Linked DNA regions of Sus scrofa: regions 1, 2, 3, 5 and 6 are each linked to region 4. A link is a contact called in public Hi-C, HiChIP or PLAC-seq and promoter capture Hi-C data. All regions are on one chromosome and are shown on one strand. The core of a region is the stretch at or near the end of the contact, and the rest is flanking DNA. Distances in the headings are between cores, read along the strand shown.

Region 1 (2,700 bases), core at 166-2,665, 180 kb after region 4:
TTTCCCGATAATGAAACAGCCTGGATCAAGAATTAAACCAGATAGTCTGGTTACAAGGCCCTTTCTCTTTACGGAGTCTGTTTCTCCATCTGGAAATCGAGTGAGTGGAACAAAAGGATCTCTCAGGGAGAAGAGAGGTCAAAGGGTCAGGCAAGGGCTGATGCTTAGGCCCCAACTGGACCGTGGCTGGGACCTGGCCATGGTGCTGAATCCATGTCCCACAGACAGCACAGCCACCCAGGGTGGGAGATTGCGCCCCTAGAGGCGCCCTGTCTTACAGGTGCAGTGCCCAGACCTCACCCCCAGGAAGCGGGAACCCTGATAACTCAACATCAGGCTCGATTCCCAACTGCCTTTTAGCTCCCTGGGTCTGAGAAGAGACCATGCAGCCCTCTGTGCCTTTAAGAGCAAAAAACACAAGATCTTATGGGCCGAGCTGAGCTGGGTTGAGGAGATGGGTTAACTCCTTCCTTCTCAGCTCAAGATTAGGGGGTGGGTTGGGGGGAGGGTTAGGGACAGACCCTTCAAGACCCAGAGGAATGCCCCCGGCCAGGCAGAGGAGCAGAGGAGCCTTGACCTGAAGGCCCAAGGTAGCCGGGACAGCAGCGCGGGGGGAGGACCTGCAATAGGACTCTCGGGGCTGGAAGCTGGACCCCAGGAAGCGCTCCTTCCCCTCCCCGCAGCAGCCGCCCCCTCCAACAGGCCGCCTTCCCAGCGGTGCCCATTTCCTTGCCCTTGCCTTTGTCTCTCTTCTCAGCCCCCCAACCTACTGGGTCTTTCTGGGAGGAAAAAAGGCAGAATGGATGTGCCTAGCATTAGGGACGGTGTTCCTGGGGCCCCAGACAAGGGCCCGTCACCTCCTGGGAGAGCAGCCCAGCATCCCCCGTTCTCTGGGCCCCGAAACCCCAGATTCTACCCTCCAGTCTCACCAGGTCTTCAGACCCCTTCAACCCTCGCCGGCCCCCTCCCCCAAGGCTCCTAGCCGCCGGCAGCACCCCGGCTCCCCAGCTCCCTCCGCGCTCTACCTTCTGCGAGCTGAAGGACTGGGTCCAGTGGTACAGAACCAGGCTCTCCTTGGGCCAATGGGCGTGGCTGGCCGCGGCGGGTGCGTCGGGGGCCTCGACCAGCTTGGCCGCATCGCTCTCCAGCGCCGAGATGGGCCACCAGCTGCAGTTGGTGGGGGTCAGGTTGTTGGGGGTCGCCATGACAGCCCGAAAGCGGAGGGAGGAAAGAGGGAGGCTCCGGCGGCGGCGGCTCTCTCGCCCAGCATCACATGGCCTCGCCGAGCCTGCCCCTCTCCTTCGCTCCCTCCCGCCCTCCCTTCCCCGTGAATGTCATTACTCACTGGAGTGGGGGAGGGGAGGGGGATCCCGGGAGCTCCTTCCCTCCTCCTCCTCCTGCTCCTCCTCCTCCCCTCCTTGGCCCGCCCCTGGCCCGCGCCGGAAAAGCCACCGCCAGTCCTCTGTCAGACTTGGTGGAAGGGTGTTAGGCGCCCCAGGGAAGAGGCCCATGCCCCCCAATAGCTCCAATCTGGCCTGCCACCTAAAAGAAGATTCCACCATTATAAACGCATTCTGCCTCTCAATCTTCTAAAAGGCAAATAGGAAACTGGCATTATAGAAATCCATCCCTTTTTTTGTACATTAGTGTCTGGAAATAGCTTGTCTCTCTTTGAAGCTGTTATTTTCTAACTCTTTTCCTGGAGGACCCATAAGGGCAGAAGGGAACAAAGATGATTTATTGAACACTTACATAGATAGCATGGACTCCTGTGCGTCCAGGCACTGTCCTAAGGGCTTGACGACCATCAATTCATTTAACCCTTGCAATAACCTATTAGCCTCATTTTACAGAGGAGGAAACTGAGGCATGGAGAGGGTACGCGACCTTACCCAGGGTCACCTAGCTAATAAGTGGTGGAGCTGAAATTCGAACCCAGGCTGACTGGCTCCAGAGTCTGCACTTTCAGCCATAAGGTCATAACATGACATTCATCTGAACGACAGCACAGCAAGCATTTATCAGCCCAAGTGCTGGACATGCATCATCTCATCTGATCTGCACAGTAATCATTTTTCCCAGAGGAGGGAGGTGAGGCTCAGAGATGTCAGTTCATTGGTCCAAGGTCACATCTTCACCCTTGGAGACAGGCACGACTAGAGGAACCTGCAGTGCCTTTGCTGTCACTTAGTTTATCTTAAACATTCATGGGAACATTACATAAAGTCCCTTAATATAGCCTTGCTGACCTTGCTATAATGTTTTATTTATTGTTGAGCAAATAGATGGTACCAGGAAAATAAGCATCTCAGTTTGTTCCTTCACCCCCACCCCACATCATGCTACCAAGGACTCCTGGTCCCATCATCATCGCCCCAGACCAATGAGCACAGCTCTGGCGCAACCAGTGTTCTTCCTTCTACCAGATAACAAAAGTTCTGTGGCTCATGGGTTTCCCTTTTTGCTTTGGTTGCCAGGAAGCTTGGAGCTGCATTCCAGTTGCCACATCAGCCTCCCTAGTTCAGCAAATGCTCTCTTCATGAAATTTTTATTTCATCCTCAAGATGTTTCACTCATCATTTGATTTTGCGAAAAAGGACATGGTGTGTCTTGAGGGAAAATTCAAATATCTGTGAAATCAGGGAAATAAGACCTTAGAAACTGGATCAATGTGGAAAAGCTGGGTCCCTGTCTGTATCT
Region 2 (2,700 bases), core at 48-2,547, 210 kb before region 4:
AATTGATGTGCCATGGGCTGGGAGGGGACGGAGATCCACAGGGTGGGGACGAGGAAAGGACTACAGGGGGTTTTTTTTTGGGGGGGGGATGATGAGAAAGTTCCAAATTTGATTGTGATGAATATGGTAAAAAAAAAAAAAGCCACTGAATTGAATACTTGAAATGGGCACATGATATAGCATGTGAATTTTATCTCAATAAACTGCTATAATAATTGTTTTAAAGGATGGAGACCCAAGATGACAAAGAAAAGATACTCCATCACTTATTGGGGGCATAGACCATGGGCCAAGTACTTGGTAATCTCACTGAACTTTTCTTTTTTTTTAAGGGAAAGAAATTGTATTTTATTCTCATTGAACTTTCACAACAGCCGTGGGAGGTTATCTTCCCCATTGGGCAGACGAGGACACTGAGATTCAGAGAGTTTGAGGAGGCGGCCCGAGCTCAGCTCTTTGGTGGCAGAGCTGGGATTTGAACCACGGCGCATTCTGAGGGTCCATGCTCAGAATGGAATCCCTTTGTTGCAGTTCCGGTTCAAGATGGCGACACTGAACTCATCTCATTCCCATGGACTCACCGAATCTCCAGCAACATATGAAGTGGTTTCCTCTAAAAAAAAAAAAAAACCCTCCAAAACTGGCGGAGCGACACCTACACATCAGGAGAATGGGGGAAAATCCTACATCAATGCAGGTAGGAGAGGCTGAGACACAATCTCACTGTGAACCCCGTTCCTGGCACATTGACCCACCACCAGGAAGGAACCCCAAACTCTGAGCTTCTCCCTGAGGAGCGAAGGGTTTGAACCCCACATCTGACACCCCAACTTTTTAGACCTGCACCTTAAGTACTTTGTTGGCTTCTTGGAAGGGGTCCAGAGCAGGTGTGCCAGGCCGGCTGGGCAGACAAGCATGCAGCTTACAGGACATGTGGGGCCCAGAGCCTGGGGCTCCTCCCTACTCTTTATCTGGCCTGGGCAGCCAGAGTTGATGGCCGGGGCTCTTTATCATTCCCTGAAACCTTCTCCCAACATCTCTCTGCGTATGGCCCCTTAAGCAGACACCCAGAAAAGGGCTGTCCAGGAGGTCCCAGGACTGGTTTGGCAAACAGCTCTGACTCATACCTTTCCAAGGCAGCCCCCATGACTTCCGTCTTTACTGCATGGAGATGATACATGTGCACTAAGAGATCTGGACAAAGATGTTCATCACGGCATTGTTTATAATGTGGAAACCAGAAGGAATGTTGATGGTCAACACTGGGGGACTGGTTACTATGCAACAGAATGTTTAGTGGAATAATACAATGCAGCCCTTTGAAGTTAAGTCCTACCGTACAAGAATGCTTCCTGACATAGGGCAAGGTTCATACGATGTCAAGTGAGAGAAGCAGACTCGTGCCAGCATCCTCACCCCTCATCATCTCCCAGGCCAGCCCCTGCTTGCATCCTACCTTCTAGCCGTATTGAACTTCTTATGGTCCCAAAGCCCCAGGCTGTTCCTCTCTTCAGACATTTGCACTCACTGTCCCCTTTGCCTGGACTGTCACTTCCCATCCTTTCCTGCGACTCTCTTTCAAACTGGCTAGCTCTGGTTCGGCTGTCAGATCTCAAGAGGAAACGTCTCTTCCCCTGGGAAGTATTCTTGGGCACTTGGGCTAAGGCAGGGCCCTTCTGTCCTCTCACCACCCCTGGATTCCCCAGCATGGCATGTGTGTGTCACATTCTCTGTGACTGGACACTCAACTACCTGCTTCTCACATTGGGTGCCAGAAGATGAAGACAGACCTGTCTTACTGGCTGTTATCTTCTCTGCTCTCAGAGTAGGCACCTTCCAGAGCCTTCCTTGGCAACTGGAATAAAAGCCAGACTCCTTTTCATGTTCTACACAGCCTTGCGTGATCTGGCTGGTGTCCACTTCTCCAGCTCATCTCCTATAATTCTTCTCACTCACTGACCTGCATCATTCTCCAAATGATAGAGGCCAAATGCATTCCTACCCCAGGACCTTTGCATTTGCTGTTTCCTCTGACCAAATGACCAAGACCTAATCCTTCACTTTGAGTGGCTCATAGTCCCCTGGGGGAAGTAGACACACGCACTGGCCCTTCTCTGGGCCCTGGTTTCTCTCTTTCTCTCTGTCTTTTTCTCCCCCCGCTCCCCCATACCCTCTCTCCCCCTCCCTCCCCTCTTTCCATCCCTTCCTTGCAGGCCATTAAGACAGTCCCATGAGGCCCGGGGTGGAGCCTGTGTGGTGCACCACACAGAGGAGAATGGTTGTTATTAGAGTTGGCTGAGACCAGGGGCCCAGCTTCCCGATGGATGGGGAGGGAAGGAGGGTGCACCAAGGCAGGCCGGTCCCAATCTGTCCCAGGCTGCAGCTGGCTCCACAGATCTGCTCTGAGGGCATTGCCACCTGGTGTGGCCTGGCCTGGAGCAGGGACCATCGGGGGCTGGGCCAGGCCATCATGGGGTCAGGGGTCTGGTGACAGCTAACCTTGCCTTCCGCCTTCCTGAGTCAGGAGGGCCTGGGGCGGGCTGTGGGGTTCCATCAGCCCCGGTGCCTTTCCCATTGTGAGTCTCTCTTTGCCTTAAACGTGACTCCTCTCCTCCCAGAAGGAGCCCAAGGAGGATGCCGGAGGCTCCAGATAATCCATCCTCAGCTGCTGCCCTCTGCTCTTTCAGCCCATTCCTGGTC
Region 3 (2,700 bases), core at 69-2,568, 190 kb before region 4:
CATTTATTATTAATGCATTTATACTAGAATGAAATGAAACAGAACCACTATCCCACCCACATACTGGAACATCACCAACAACCTGAACGTATCTGTGTGCTCCTCCCCTTCCCCACTTCCCTGAGATAACCATTCTTCTCAAATTTGTGTTTATCTTTTACTTGCTTTACCTTTTTTTTTTTTTTGCTTCAAATGCACATTTGTCTAAACATGCATATTTTTGGTTTTGCTTTTATTTTACAATCTAAAAGTTGCACCATAATGTACATAGTTTTCTGGGACTTTACTTATTTATTTTTTATGGCCCCTCCAGTGGCATATGGAAGGTCCCAGGGCCAGGGGTTGAATCCGAGCCTCAGCGGCAATCCACTGCGGCAGCTGTGTGGAATTGTTTAACTCACTGGCCAGGCCGGGGATCGACCCTCTCCTCCCAATGACCCAAGCCGGTGGAGTCCGATTCTTAACCCACTGCATTACAGCAGGGACTCCTAGGACTTTTTTTTCCAACATTGTTTCTGAGATAGATCTGTTTCGTCTGCTGAAGTTCATTCAGTTTCACTGCTGTATCATATTCCTTGATGTGACTATTCCAGTTTATTTGCCCCCTTGCCTGTGGACAGGCATCTGGGTGATTCCAATGTTTTTATTAGGAACAGCGCCCGTGGGAACATTCTTGCAGGCGGTCTCTGGCTGCACTATGGGCAGATTTCTCAATAGTAGATGCCTAGGAGGGGATCTGCTGTGTGCCCCCACCTCTCCTTTCATTGCCCAGCTGCCTGGAGTCTCTCACACCGAATGCCCTCTCCACCTGCGCTGCCCTCTTCCACCGAACTCCCACCGACCCAACCACCTTCACCTGGTGAATGCCTTAAGGTCTTCAGAGAAACCTTCCCCGACCTGCAGGCCACGCTGGTCCTCATTAAAGTTCCCTGATTACACATTTATAGTGTGTGATTCTGCGATGAGCGTGTCTGGCTCGTAGAGTACAAGCCCCACGAGGTATGTGATGCGCACCGGTTCCCAGCTTCCAGCTCGGGCCTGGCACACTGTATGCGCCCAGGCAAGAGCGTCAACGCCGCTGGAAGGACCGGGCGAAAGGCAGAGCCTGGCCAGGCGGCTAGAGCTGAAGCCCACAGGTGGCTCTAACTCAGTGTCCCGGGCCAGAGATTTGGGGCGGCGGACTACGGCCCAGAGGACTCGGGCTTGTCCCCACCACTGGGCAAGAATTCCAGGAAATGCGCTGCGCGGGTCTGCCGGTCGGGGCGGGGCGGGAGCGGCGGGCGGGGCGGGGCCGGGGGCGGGGCGGGGCGGGGCCAGGCCCCGTAAAGGGGAGCGTGGCGGGCCGCGGTCACTGCGGGCTCCGGGGGAAGCGGACCGGCTGACTGACCCAGCGGTGGACCACCGATCTTCGGCGGAGGGAGCAGTGCCGGGGCGCACGCTTGGCACCATGACCCAGACGCCTGCTTTCGACAAACCCAAAGTGAGCGCGGGCGGGGGCTCGGGGTCCGGGGTCTGCTCCTTGTCTGGCTGGAGGGCTTAGCGGCATCCAAGCCCTGGGAGCAAAAGGAGGGCCCCTGCAGGGGCTTTCTTCCCTCAGCTCAGGTCCTTGCCCTCCTCCAGGCTGTCTAATGAGAAGCAATGAGACAGGAAGAGTCCTGAATCTGGAGGCGCCCCTGGCGGGCCTCCCAAGTTCTGCTTCTGCCTCTGACTTGGCCCATCTGGGTCTCAGTTGCACTGTCTGTCAAGTGGGCATGCTAGCATCACCTGTGCTGAGCAGCCTAGGCAGGTGGCTTGACCTCTCTGAACCTTGGCTATAAAATGGGGCCGGATGTCTACACCCACAGGCACCTAGTGTGGTGGACAACACATACCGAGCGCTGGGTGAATGGAAACAGCTGTGCACGCCCAGCACTATGATGGTTTTGTGAGCACCAAGGAGCCCAGGTTTGTAGATGTGCCTGTGAGGCAGGTCATGCTGGAGAGGGGAAGAGGGGAGCAGTGCACCCCTCTCTCCACGTTAGAGGGGCTCGATGGGCCTTAGGCCCTGGGCCCTGGTAGGGTTCACTCGGGGCCAAGCCACAGCTGCTAGCCCCAGGGGATAAATCCCTTGTCCCTCCTCCCACCAGCTGTGGAGTCTTGGGAATGGTGGGGTCAGGGAGGGTCTGGGCCCACTTGGCGGGCTTCAGAGCACTGCCATTCAGTCCAGGGAAGGGAGGGGCTCAGGAGTCTGTCCAGCAGGGTTTGAGACTGCAGGTGGGGGGAGGTTGGGGGTGGTCAGGGGAAGGAGTGAGCTGCAGTCAGCCTCCAGTTACCTCTCTGAGAAATAGGTGTGAGTAATGATGGCAGATTATCGCAGAGGCGCTGATGAGCATCATAAGGTGGGGGGGAGGGGGGACTCTGAGGAAGTAGGCCTGGCCCCCTCCCTGGGCCTGGTCACCGGAGGGCGGATGCTCGATACTCCCTGCCAGATGTCACAGGTACTAGGGCTGCAACACTGCCACCCCCACCCCACCCCATGCCTCTTGGGTGCTCAGCGCCCCTTTATTAGTGTGTCTTTCTTTGCAGGAAAACGCTTTTGGATCCCCTCTACCCTTGGGCTGGGGAACCACCATATCCTGATATGGATCCTAAGGCAGTAGATCCTGATATGGATCTAAAGCCCCTTGACTGGATAGATAGAAGTTATGGAGAGAGATCACA
Region 4 (2,775 bases), core at 246-2,745:
ATGAGTTTAATCTGTTTGGCAGAGATATGCTGAGTGAGGAACAGATCAACAATTGTGCTTCATGGGACCCACCCTGGCTTCTTTTCCTGGGAGTTGCCAGCAGATACCTATAATCCCAATCCAGCACTTAGCCAGGAGACGGACAGACTGCAGTGTCCATGGACTACAGGCCTAGGCTCCAAGTCCCTCTCCAGCCACTCTCCCACCTTCCCCCTTCTCAATGCACATTAAATGCCAGCCATAACAAACTAATGACCTACTATTCTTGGAACACCTCATGCATTTCTGATACCTCTGCCTGGAATTTCCTCACCTTGTTTGTTCCCAACCAGATAAATCATCACCTTCCAGGCCCAGCTTCAATGTCACCTACTCTGCCAAGCCTTCCTTGATTCCCCCAGGGTGACTCCCTCCAGTTTTCCACAGAACTGAGTTCCTTTTAGAACTGCAGTCCAGTATGCTATGTGCTTACCTAAAACTCCTCAGTTCCATCCATCCATACATTTATAAAATAACTATCGATCACCTGGTATGTCAGATACTGTGCTTATAGGTACTGGACACACAAAAACGAACAATACAATTCTTTGCCTTATGAAGTTCAACTCACAGTGTAATTATGAAAAGAGATTGTATGCATTTGAATGCTTTATCATGAATCAAACTCCCTGATAAGCACTTTACATCCATCTCTTGTTTACTCTTCACAATATCCGGTGAGAGCACTCATACTGTTCCTATTTTACAAGGGGATAACTGGCCACTAGAATGTAAATTCCCACTTGCCTGCCACATTCACTGCTATCCCCAGTGCCTGACCTATGACGGTGTTCTGTAAATACTAGTGATGGATGATGTGACGTTAAATGCTCAAGGGTACACAGCAAGTGAGGCAGAGCAAGGATGTACTTAGCCCCACACTGGGCTCTACACCGCATCTAGAGCGTCCTGTTTAATTTCCAGGGCTTCAGCAGTATCAAGCATTGAGCAGGACCCAGTCATAGGCTGGTGAATGAACTGAGGGATGGGTGCAACCACCATTTGATAGGGTGAAGCCGGGAATCTTCCTCACCCGGAGCTGTCATTTTTCGAGCATCACCCTTCTCCTCTCCCCACCCCACCTCAAGGAGAGGTCAGGAACCCATCGTTCCTGAAGCCAAGAGACCCCAAGTCCTGTTCACAACCTTCCGAGGCCCCCCCCACTTCCGGTTGTTACCCCTTCCCCTGTGTCCCCATTTCCTGGGGTCTCTCTCTACTCAGGTGCCCCATTACTGCTTATCCCTCCCTTTCAGGGGTCCCTCTCCCCGGCCCCCGGGGCACACGGGCTCGCGGGCACTCACCGGCCCGGCTACGGGGCGGAGCGCGGGTCAATCGGCAGCGGGAGCCTCGTCCGCAGCGTACACAGAAGCGACCCGCACTCCCTGCCCGGCCGGCCCGGCCGCTCGCCGGAAGTGACGTACATAGGGCGTGGGAAGGCGGCCGCGCCACTGTGAGTGCGCATGTGCGGTGTCTCCTGGCAGTCTTAGCTTTCGGTCCCCACCTGGCGGTCAGGAAGGCGGCGTGGGAGGTTCGGGGAGCGTGAGCAGCTTTGGCTAGGGTAGTTGGGGGAAGCTGAGGACCAGAGAAGCAAGGGAAGATGTTGTCGTTTTCTGAGAACAGATTACCAGGTACCTAGTAGTTTATATCTGTCATCTCGTTAAATCTTCAAATCAAATGCTACTATTTTATGAAAGGAAAAACACAATCAATGAAGTATAGTGCTTCAAATCTGGACCCAGGGGTTAGCGGTCCAGGTTTCTTTCTACCAGAGCTGCCCCCAGGACTGGCTGCTCCAAAGGGTAAGATTCCTCAGGGGACATCTGTCTGCCTGTCTTTAGCCAAGTGACTGAGCAAGTTCCCATTCCCCTCGGGCCTCAGTTTCCTCATCTATAACACGATTCTTGCTCTGGAATCCTTTTTTCTTTTTTTTTCTTTTTTTGTCTTTTCTAGAGCCGCACCCGCGGCATATGGAGAGTCCCAGGCTGGGTGTCTAATGAGAGCTGTAGCCGCCAGTCCAGCCAGAGCCATAGCACCGCCAGATCTGAGCAGTGTCTGCGACCTACATGACAGCTTAAGGCAACGCCAGATCCTTAACCCACTGAGCAAGGCCGCAACCTCATGGTTCCTAGTCGGATTCGTTAACCACTGCACCCCCACGGGAACTCCCTTGCTCTGGAATCTTGATCCAATAATTGTTTCCTGCTTTGAGGTTCATGAAGTCCCTTTCAGAAGTGGTAGCTTGAAAAAGGTTTTACTAGCCCCAACCTCCAGTCGGTTAAAGTCCTCAGCACCACCGCATATCTTGTGCAGCTACAACTTTGACACAATTTCCTAGGACCCTCGTTCAAGCAGAGTAATGCCAGTGTCTTGGTAATGACACTAAATCATTTCTGGAGAGAAATTCTGTGGTCTAGGAGGACTCAAGAGCCCAAAGGAGTACCCAAAAGGTGGATTTAAACAGTCTCTTCTTTTCCCTACCCTAGGGGCAAGAGGAGTCCCAGGGAGATGGGAACTGATGCCTATGGGCCGCAAGAACACAGCAGTTTTTGTCAGATGCTAGGTTGAGGTCAGAGAGAATCCTGGAAGTCATGAGTTTTTATTCCTGCTCTGGCTCCACTACCTCTATTATAAAGTACCAAACATCAGTTAAATTTGAATTTCATGGAATTCCCACTGTGGGGCAGTGGGGTAAGAATCGACTGCAGTGGCTCTGGTCACTGTGGAGACATGGCTTCC
Region 5 (2,700 bases), core at 169-2,668, 150 kb before region 4:
CTTATATCAGAACCATTTGTACCTAGAGAAAACCCTACTTCAAAAAGATACACGCACCCCAATGTTAACTGCAGCACTATTTATAATAACCAAGAAAACGGAGCAACCTAAATGTCCACTGGCAGATGAAGGGGTAAGGAATATATGGTACATATATACAATGGAATATTACTCAGCTATAAAAAAGAATGAAATAATGCCATTAGCAGCAACATGGATGGACCTAGAGATTATCACACTATGCAAAATAAGTCAGAAAGAGTAAAACAAACATAATTTTATATCACTTATATGTGAAATCTAAAAAAATCATGCAAAGGAATTTATTTACAAAATATAAAAGACCCACAGACTTCAAAATCAAAATATGGAAAAGGATCCGGAGAGGAGTGATCAAGATGGTGTAGGAGTTAAGACAGGGTGCTCACCTTCTCCCACAAACACATTAAAAAAAAAAAAACAAAAAAAACAAAACCATCCACATGTAGAACGATTTCCACAGAACATCTGCTGAATGCTGGCAGAAGACCTTAAACCTCCAAAAAGGGCAAGAAACCCTCCACATAACCAGGTAGGAAAAGAAAAGGAAAAAGAGAAGAGAAAGAGAAAGGAATCAGGATGGGACTTGCACTGCTGAGAGGAGCTGTGAAAGAGGAAAGGAACCCATACCCTGGGAAGCCACCTAACCAATGGGGAGAACAGCTGAGAAGGAGGGACGTCAAAGCCTCAGAGAAAAGTGCAGCATCTGGACTGAGGAGAGCAAAACGGAGAGAGCGCCACACAGACCACTGGTACCACCGCCTGGGACACAACAGCCTGAGATGCTCGGAAGGGGGCTGGGCACTGAGACTCAGGCTCTGGAGGTCAGTTCCAGGGAGAGGACGATGGTTGGCTGTGTGGGAGCGGTGTGCTAAGGACTGGGAAGTGGAGCGCCACAGCCAAGGAAATCCAGGAGGAGGTAAATCAAGGAAATCATGTAGGAGAAGCAAGACACCACTGCTGGGGATGGCAAGAGGAAGCTGGGCCGCCGCCATACGAATATCTTTCACTGCACACGTGTGGACTCTCAGAGCGAGGGGTTATGGGAGATAGGCCCCTCTTGCCTGGGCTATGGGAGGCGGTAACTCCTGCATGGGCTAAGCTTGATGGGGCACCTCTTGCATGGTCTACAGGTGACTGGGGCAAACCACCACAGTCACCTCAGACTCCAGGTGGCTGTGCACTGGCACCACCAGGGGTCGGTGAACAGGCAGCACCTGTGGCCCCAGTCACCTCAGAGATTGGCACAGAGGAGGACACTGCAACTGAGCAACACCCGTTGTGCTCTCACTCCCCTGGGAATGCACATACCTTACCAGTGCCACTGCCAAACACCCTGGGCACTGCCACACCTGCCTGAGGGTCATTGACACTTCCCAGGCACCTACAACTAGGAGTAGCCTGTGCCACCTTCCTGTGGGTCCTTGCCACTGTCAAAGGCCCAACAACCAGGCACTGGCTACTAGCTCTGCCCACTGCCTCCATCTCCACAGAAGAATGTGCAGCACCCCATCAAGGAGATAACAGCCTGCACACACTGAGGAAAGAGGCAGCAAGCACCCAAACCAAAAGCAGCACTCATGCCAAAAATCAATAGTAAGCCCTCACAAAAAACTCAGGGGTGCTCTCACCTATAAACAGCCTTCCAAGACAACAGTAGTTGTTTTCCCTAAACTCACAGAACAAGAAAAATATGAGCAAAAATGATGAAGCTCATGAACCATTCCCAGTTAAAAGAACTGGAGAATTCACCTGGAGGAGCAAACAATGAAATAGACCTCTGCAGTCTAACAGACCCCAAGTTTGAAAAGGAGACAGTGAAAATACCGAGGGAACTAAGAGTAAATATGAAGGAATTAAGAGAGGATATGAACAGTAATGCAGATTACTTTGGAAAGGAACTAGAAAATATAAGGACGAGCCAAGAAAAATTAGAAAATTCACTTGCAGAGATGTAAGCTGAGTTAAAGGCACTGAAGAGCAGAATGAATAATGCAGAGGAACGAATTAGTGACTTGAAAGACAGAATAATGAAAATCACCCAATAAGGACAGCAGACAGAAAACCAAATGAAAAAACACGAGAAAGCAATATGAGAGATCTATGGGATAACATAAAGCAGGCCAATCTATGCATAATAGGGATTCTAGAAGTAGAAGAAAAAAGGGAAATGAAAATACATTTGAAGGGGAGTTCCCACTGTGGCTCAGCAGTTTATGAACCTGACTAGTATCCATGAGGATGTGGGTTTGATCCCTGACCTCACTCAGTGGATTAAGGATCCAGCACTGCTGTGAGTTGTGGTATAGGTTGCAGACACAGCTCGGATCCTGTACTACTATGGCTGTGGTGTAGGCCGGTGGCTACAGCTCCGATTGGACCTCTAGCCTGGGAATCTCCATGTGCCGTGGATGCGGCCCTAAAAAAAGCAAAAAAAAGAGAGAGAGAGAGAGAGAATGATAATGAAAACACAACCATTCAAAATCTATGGGATGCTGCAAAAGAAGTTCATAGTAATACAGGTCTTCCTCAAAAAAGAAAAATCTCACATCAACAACTTAACCTACCACCTAAAAGAATTAGAAAAAGAGGAACAAACAAAACCTGAAGTCAGCAGAAAGAAGGAAATTATAACGATCAGAGAGGAAATCAATAAAAGAG
Region 6 (2,783 bases), core at 233-2,732, 200 kb after region 4:
AGAGATGGTAAGCAGTGGACTGCCAGGCTTTTGAGACTGTTTAAATCCTGATTCGGTCACTTCCTAGCACTGTGACACAGAAGAAGGGAGCTAGAACAAGCTAATATCTGAATCCCAGTCATCCTCATCTGTTGTGTAAAATTACAGGAATATTAAACGTGCAAACACGTGCATGGTTGCTGCAAAGAAGCGGGGAGCCATCATTAGAATTTGGTTTGATGTTGGGACTTAACAATTAACAGGTTTCTTTCATCCCTTGTCAGTTACTGAGCCTCTGGTATGAACAAGGATTTAAAAAGGTACCCAGGGCCCAAGACATGCTTTAACAATCTTATAAAATAACCTGTAGATTCCATCCTCAGACATGGGCCAGGCATTCCAAAGTCTGGCTATAGTTAAGTTGAACATACCAAGCTATTTTCAGCAGCCTATCCAATTAGGTGATTATAGCTAAGGTACTGGGGAGTGGGAGGGTCCAGTTTTGGTTCAAGTGACAACCTCACACAAAGGTTGGCCAGAACCAACTCGAGCCCATTTTACTGAGGAAGAGCATCTTTTCCCACAAAGCTCTGAGAAGTGCGGACGTGGAACTGGGGCATGGTGAGTGAGCTGGTGTTGGAGGGAGTAGCAGCCGTTGCTCAGCCCATCCCTTCTCTGTCTGCCATCCAAGCAACCGTCGGAGTCCTACAAAAGGAAAAGATCCCTAAAAATTACCTGCTTAGGTGAACTGCCCAAACCTTTTTGCAAAATTTGGTATGCCTGTGCACGTCTCTGTCGAGGCGGCCTACGATTCTCACCAGATTCTCAACGGAGTCCATGCCTGAAAACAACGAGATGTGCTGAAGCAGTCCAACGTCCTCATTTAACAGAATGGAGAAAGCCAGAGAGGGAAACAACAAAGGTATTTTGTAAACGCATTTCAGTTCCAATTTCGGCCTAATGTTCACGGTACTAGCTGTGTCGGATTCCCCCTTGCTTTTCTGCAGCCCTGGGGGATCCCCAGGAGGCGAAGGCTGGTGTTCGAGCCCCAGCGATACCGCCGGCAGTCCAGATTCGCGCATCCAGGAGACTCGCGCGGAGCGTTCAGAGGTGGCTCCGTTGCGTAAAGATCCACCCACCTGGGCCTCACCTCGCGGAATTCCGTAGCCTTGTTGACTCCAGGTAGCGCTCCAAGCACAGGGAGACCGCGGAAAATCGAGGTGGCTCCGTGACAGCGAGAAACAACCCTCACTCACCCAGTCACTCACCTGACCAAGAGAAGGAAGCAGGCATGCCCCAGAAAGCCATCCCCAGCAAACTCTTTGAGAAGGGAGGAGCGAGCGAAGAGAATAACAGGAAGTGGCGTCAGGCGCACGTGTTTTGAGAGGGGCGGGTGCAAGGCGTTTGAGAGGCGCGGCTACAGCTCCGCGCCTGCGCAGTCGCTGCCTGCCGCGCTGCCGAGTCACGGGGGGTAGGAGGAGCGCGAACAGGGGGCGGGGGGCGTGCCCGAGTGACGCAGGCGCAGAGCGACTCCGGAGGAGCGGGCCGCCCCCTCCGCGGGTTTAGATCCGGGTCAGTCAGGCGCGACGATCGGGGAGAGACGATCTGAACTGACGAGACTGGCTCACCGGAGCGACCCTGCCGCGAGGAGGTGAGTGCCCAGACTTGACGGAGAAGCTCCGTAGCACCGCGTCTCGGCCTCGAGGCCCGGCCTGGCAGCGGGCAGCCGCTTCTGAGCCCTCTCGCGTCGCGTCGCGTCGTCCCACGGCTCTGGCTGTCTGGGCCCAGCCGGGCCTGCGCCTCTCCGCGCTCCGTCCGCCGCCGCGGCCTGGCACTACCCGAGCCCCGCTCTCTTCGCCCCTTCCCGCCTCCGCGACCCCCGCCCCGCGCCTCCGCCCTCTCCCGCCTGGCCGTAGCTTCCCCTTTTCGTCCTCCTCGGCAGCCCTTTGCCCCTTCCCGCCCTTTTCCGCGCCCCAGTCTCGTTGGCTGCCGCTTCGGCTTTGCTCCCTCCTCCTCCTGCATCCCTTGCCCCTTGGCCCTACTGTATCCTCTCCTTTTGGCCCGGAGAGTATCCTCAGGGGGCGACTTCCAGCTGCAGGACCTCGGGCGGGCAGAGCTAAGGCCCTGGACAGCTCCCCGCTATCCGAACCCCTCAGGTTCTGAGCCTCCCTCTCCCCAAATCCTGTTGAACCACGACCGATCCACTTTCTGGGTAAGAAGAATTAACATCGGGCTCTAGTACCGAGAGTTTAGGGAGTTGAGTGGGTAGAAGAGACACCCGGGTCGATTGTTTGAACCTAGTTTTATTTGCGCCTTGCAGAGTTGCTGGATTCGGTTTTCTTTCCCGAACTCCACGCTTCCTGGTGGGTTGGGAAATTTTCTAAATATTTTAACATTGTGATGACACGCTTACGCGCAGATCTTTTATTGATCGTTCTCCGGTCTTTTCAGGGTCCTGGAAATTTGGACCTAGGCCTGACGTTCGAAGAGGTCTCGGTTAAAACTGCAAGATGTAAATAAGATTGTGACCCATAGCTTTTGTTGACAATCAGAGAAAATCAGGAATTTGCCCTTTTGATGAAGGAACTTAGAATAATTTTGGTTTTTTTTGAAAGGCTAAGGAAAATCCGAGGCCCTATGTTATTTGACTTAAGGTAATTTCTAATAGGCCTTTTAAAAAGTTTGATCTTTGAGGGGGATCGTTCAATTTCAAGAAGTTAGTGTAGTAAAAAACGGCAGAAATCCATCCCACAAATTTATGAATTTATCAGTGAAGAAGGGGAAAACGATACATGTTTCACTGA

What was found. Promoter capture Hi-C pulls out the DNA fragments that hold promoters and counts their contacts. Hi-C and Micro-C count contacts between places; a contact is called where the count stands out from the background. HiChIP or PLAC-seq counts read pairs in DNA pulled down with a chosen protein or histone mark.
Region 1: a contact with region 4 is called in a Hi-C map of epiblast stem cells, with 2.3 times the contacts expected there. The contact joins the promoter of GDAP1L1 here to the promoter of TTPAL in region 4. A contact is called at or near these places in 12 of 47 Hi-C or Micro-C datasets (embryonic fibroblasts, epiblast stem cells, fetal skeletal muscle and 8 more) and 1 of 2 datasets of contacts at active chromatin or transcription factors (skeletal muscle).
Region 2: a contact with region 4 is called in a promoter capture Hi-C map of fetal liver, with 2.3 times the contacts expected there. The contact joins the enhancer-like site here to the promoter of TTPAL in region 4. A contact is called at or near these places in 3 of 5 promoter capture datasets (fetal liver and liver), 9 of 47 Hi-C or Micro-C datasets (embryonic fibroblasts, fetal heart ventricle, heart right ventricle and 6 more) and 2 of 2 datasets of contacts at active chromatin or transcription factors (alveolar macrophages and skeletal muscle).
Region 3: a contact with region 4 is called in a promoter capture Hi-C map of fetal liver, with 2.6 times the contacts expected there. The contact joins the promoter of ADA here to the promoter of TTPAL in region 4. A contact is called at or near these places in 1 of 5 promoter capture datasets (fetal liver) and 2 of 2 datasets of contacts at active chromatin or transcription factors (alveolar macrophages and skeletal muscle).
Region 5: a Hi-C map of omental adipose tissue shows a contact between it and region 4, with 2.3 times the contacts expected there. The contact joins the enhancer-like site here to the promoter of TTPAL in region 4. A contact is called at or near these places in 4 of 5 promoter capture datasets (fetal liver, fetal skeletal muscle and liver), 24 of 47 Hi-C or Micro-C datasets (alveolar macrophages, blood, brain and 14 more) and 2 of 2 datasets of contacts at active chromatin or transcription factors (alveolar macrophages and skeletal muscle).
Region 6: a contact with region 4 is called in an H3K27ac HiChIP or PLAC-seq map of alveolar macrophages. The contact joins the promoter of OSER1 here to the promoter of TTPAL in region 4. A contact is called at or near these places in 1 of 5 promoter capture datasets (liver), 17 of 47 Hi-C or Micro-C datasets (alveolar macrophages, embryonic fibroblasts, epiblast stem cells and 11 more) and 2 of 2 datasets of contacts at active chromatin or transcription factors (alveolar macrophages and skeletal muscle).

Annotation. Positions count from the first base shown.
Region 1 is chr17:46,707,975-46,710,674 of Sscrofa11.1, reverse strand. It overlaps GDAP1L1 (ganglioside-induced differentiation-associated protein 1-like 1), which reads right to left and starts at 1,415. Exons shown (of 6, transcript XM_003360003.4): 1 at 1,026-1,415. The coding sequence starts at 1,205.
Region 2 is chr17:47,091,133-47,093,832 of Sscrofa11.1, reverse strand. No RefSeq gene overlaps it. Among named protein-coding and RNA genes, the nearest start is that of ADA, 20 kb to the right of the region's middle. Within about 2 kb of position 1,297, at least 7 of the 83 cell types and tissues checked have an H3K27ac peak or open chromatin away from gene starts, as enhancers often do. A contact at or near this core is called in fetal liver, where this site is marked.
Region 3 is chr17:47,070,850-47,073,549 of Sscrofa11.1, reverse strand. It overlaps ADA (adenosine deaminase), which reads left to right and starts at 1,318. Exons shown (of 12, transcript XM_021077978.1): 1 at 1,318-1,480. The coding sequence starts at 1,448.
Region 4 is chr17:46,883,601-46,886,375 of Sscrofa11.1, reverse strand. TTPAL (alpha-tocopherol transfer protein-like) reads right to left here and starts at 1,495. Exons shown (of 5, transcript XM_001926994.4): 1 at 1,341-1,495.
Region 5 is chr17:47,031,624-47,034,323 of Sscrofa11.1, reverse strand. All of the region lies in intron 3 of PKIG (cAMP-dependent protein kinase inhibitor gamma), which reads right to left. Among named protein-coding and RNA genes, the nearest start is that of ADA, 39 kb to the left of the region's middle. Within about 2 kb of position 1,418, at least 1 of the 83 cell types and tissues checked has an H3K27ac peak or open chromatin away from gene starts, as enhancers often do. A contact at or near this core is called in omental adipose tissue, where this site is marked.
Region 6 is chr17:46,684,843-46,687,625 of Sscrofa11.1, reverse strand. It overlaps OSER1 (oxidative stress-responsive serine-rich protein 1), which reads left to right and starts at 1,482. Exons shown (of 4, transcript XM_021078054.1): 1 at 1,482-1,630. It also overlaps LOC106506689.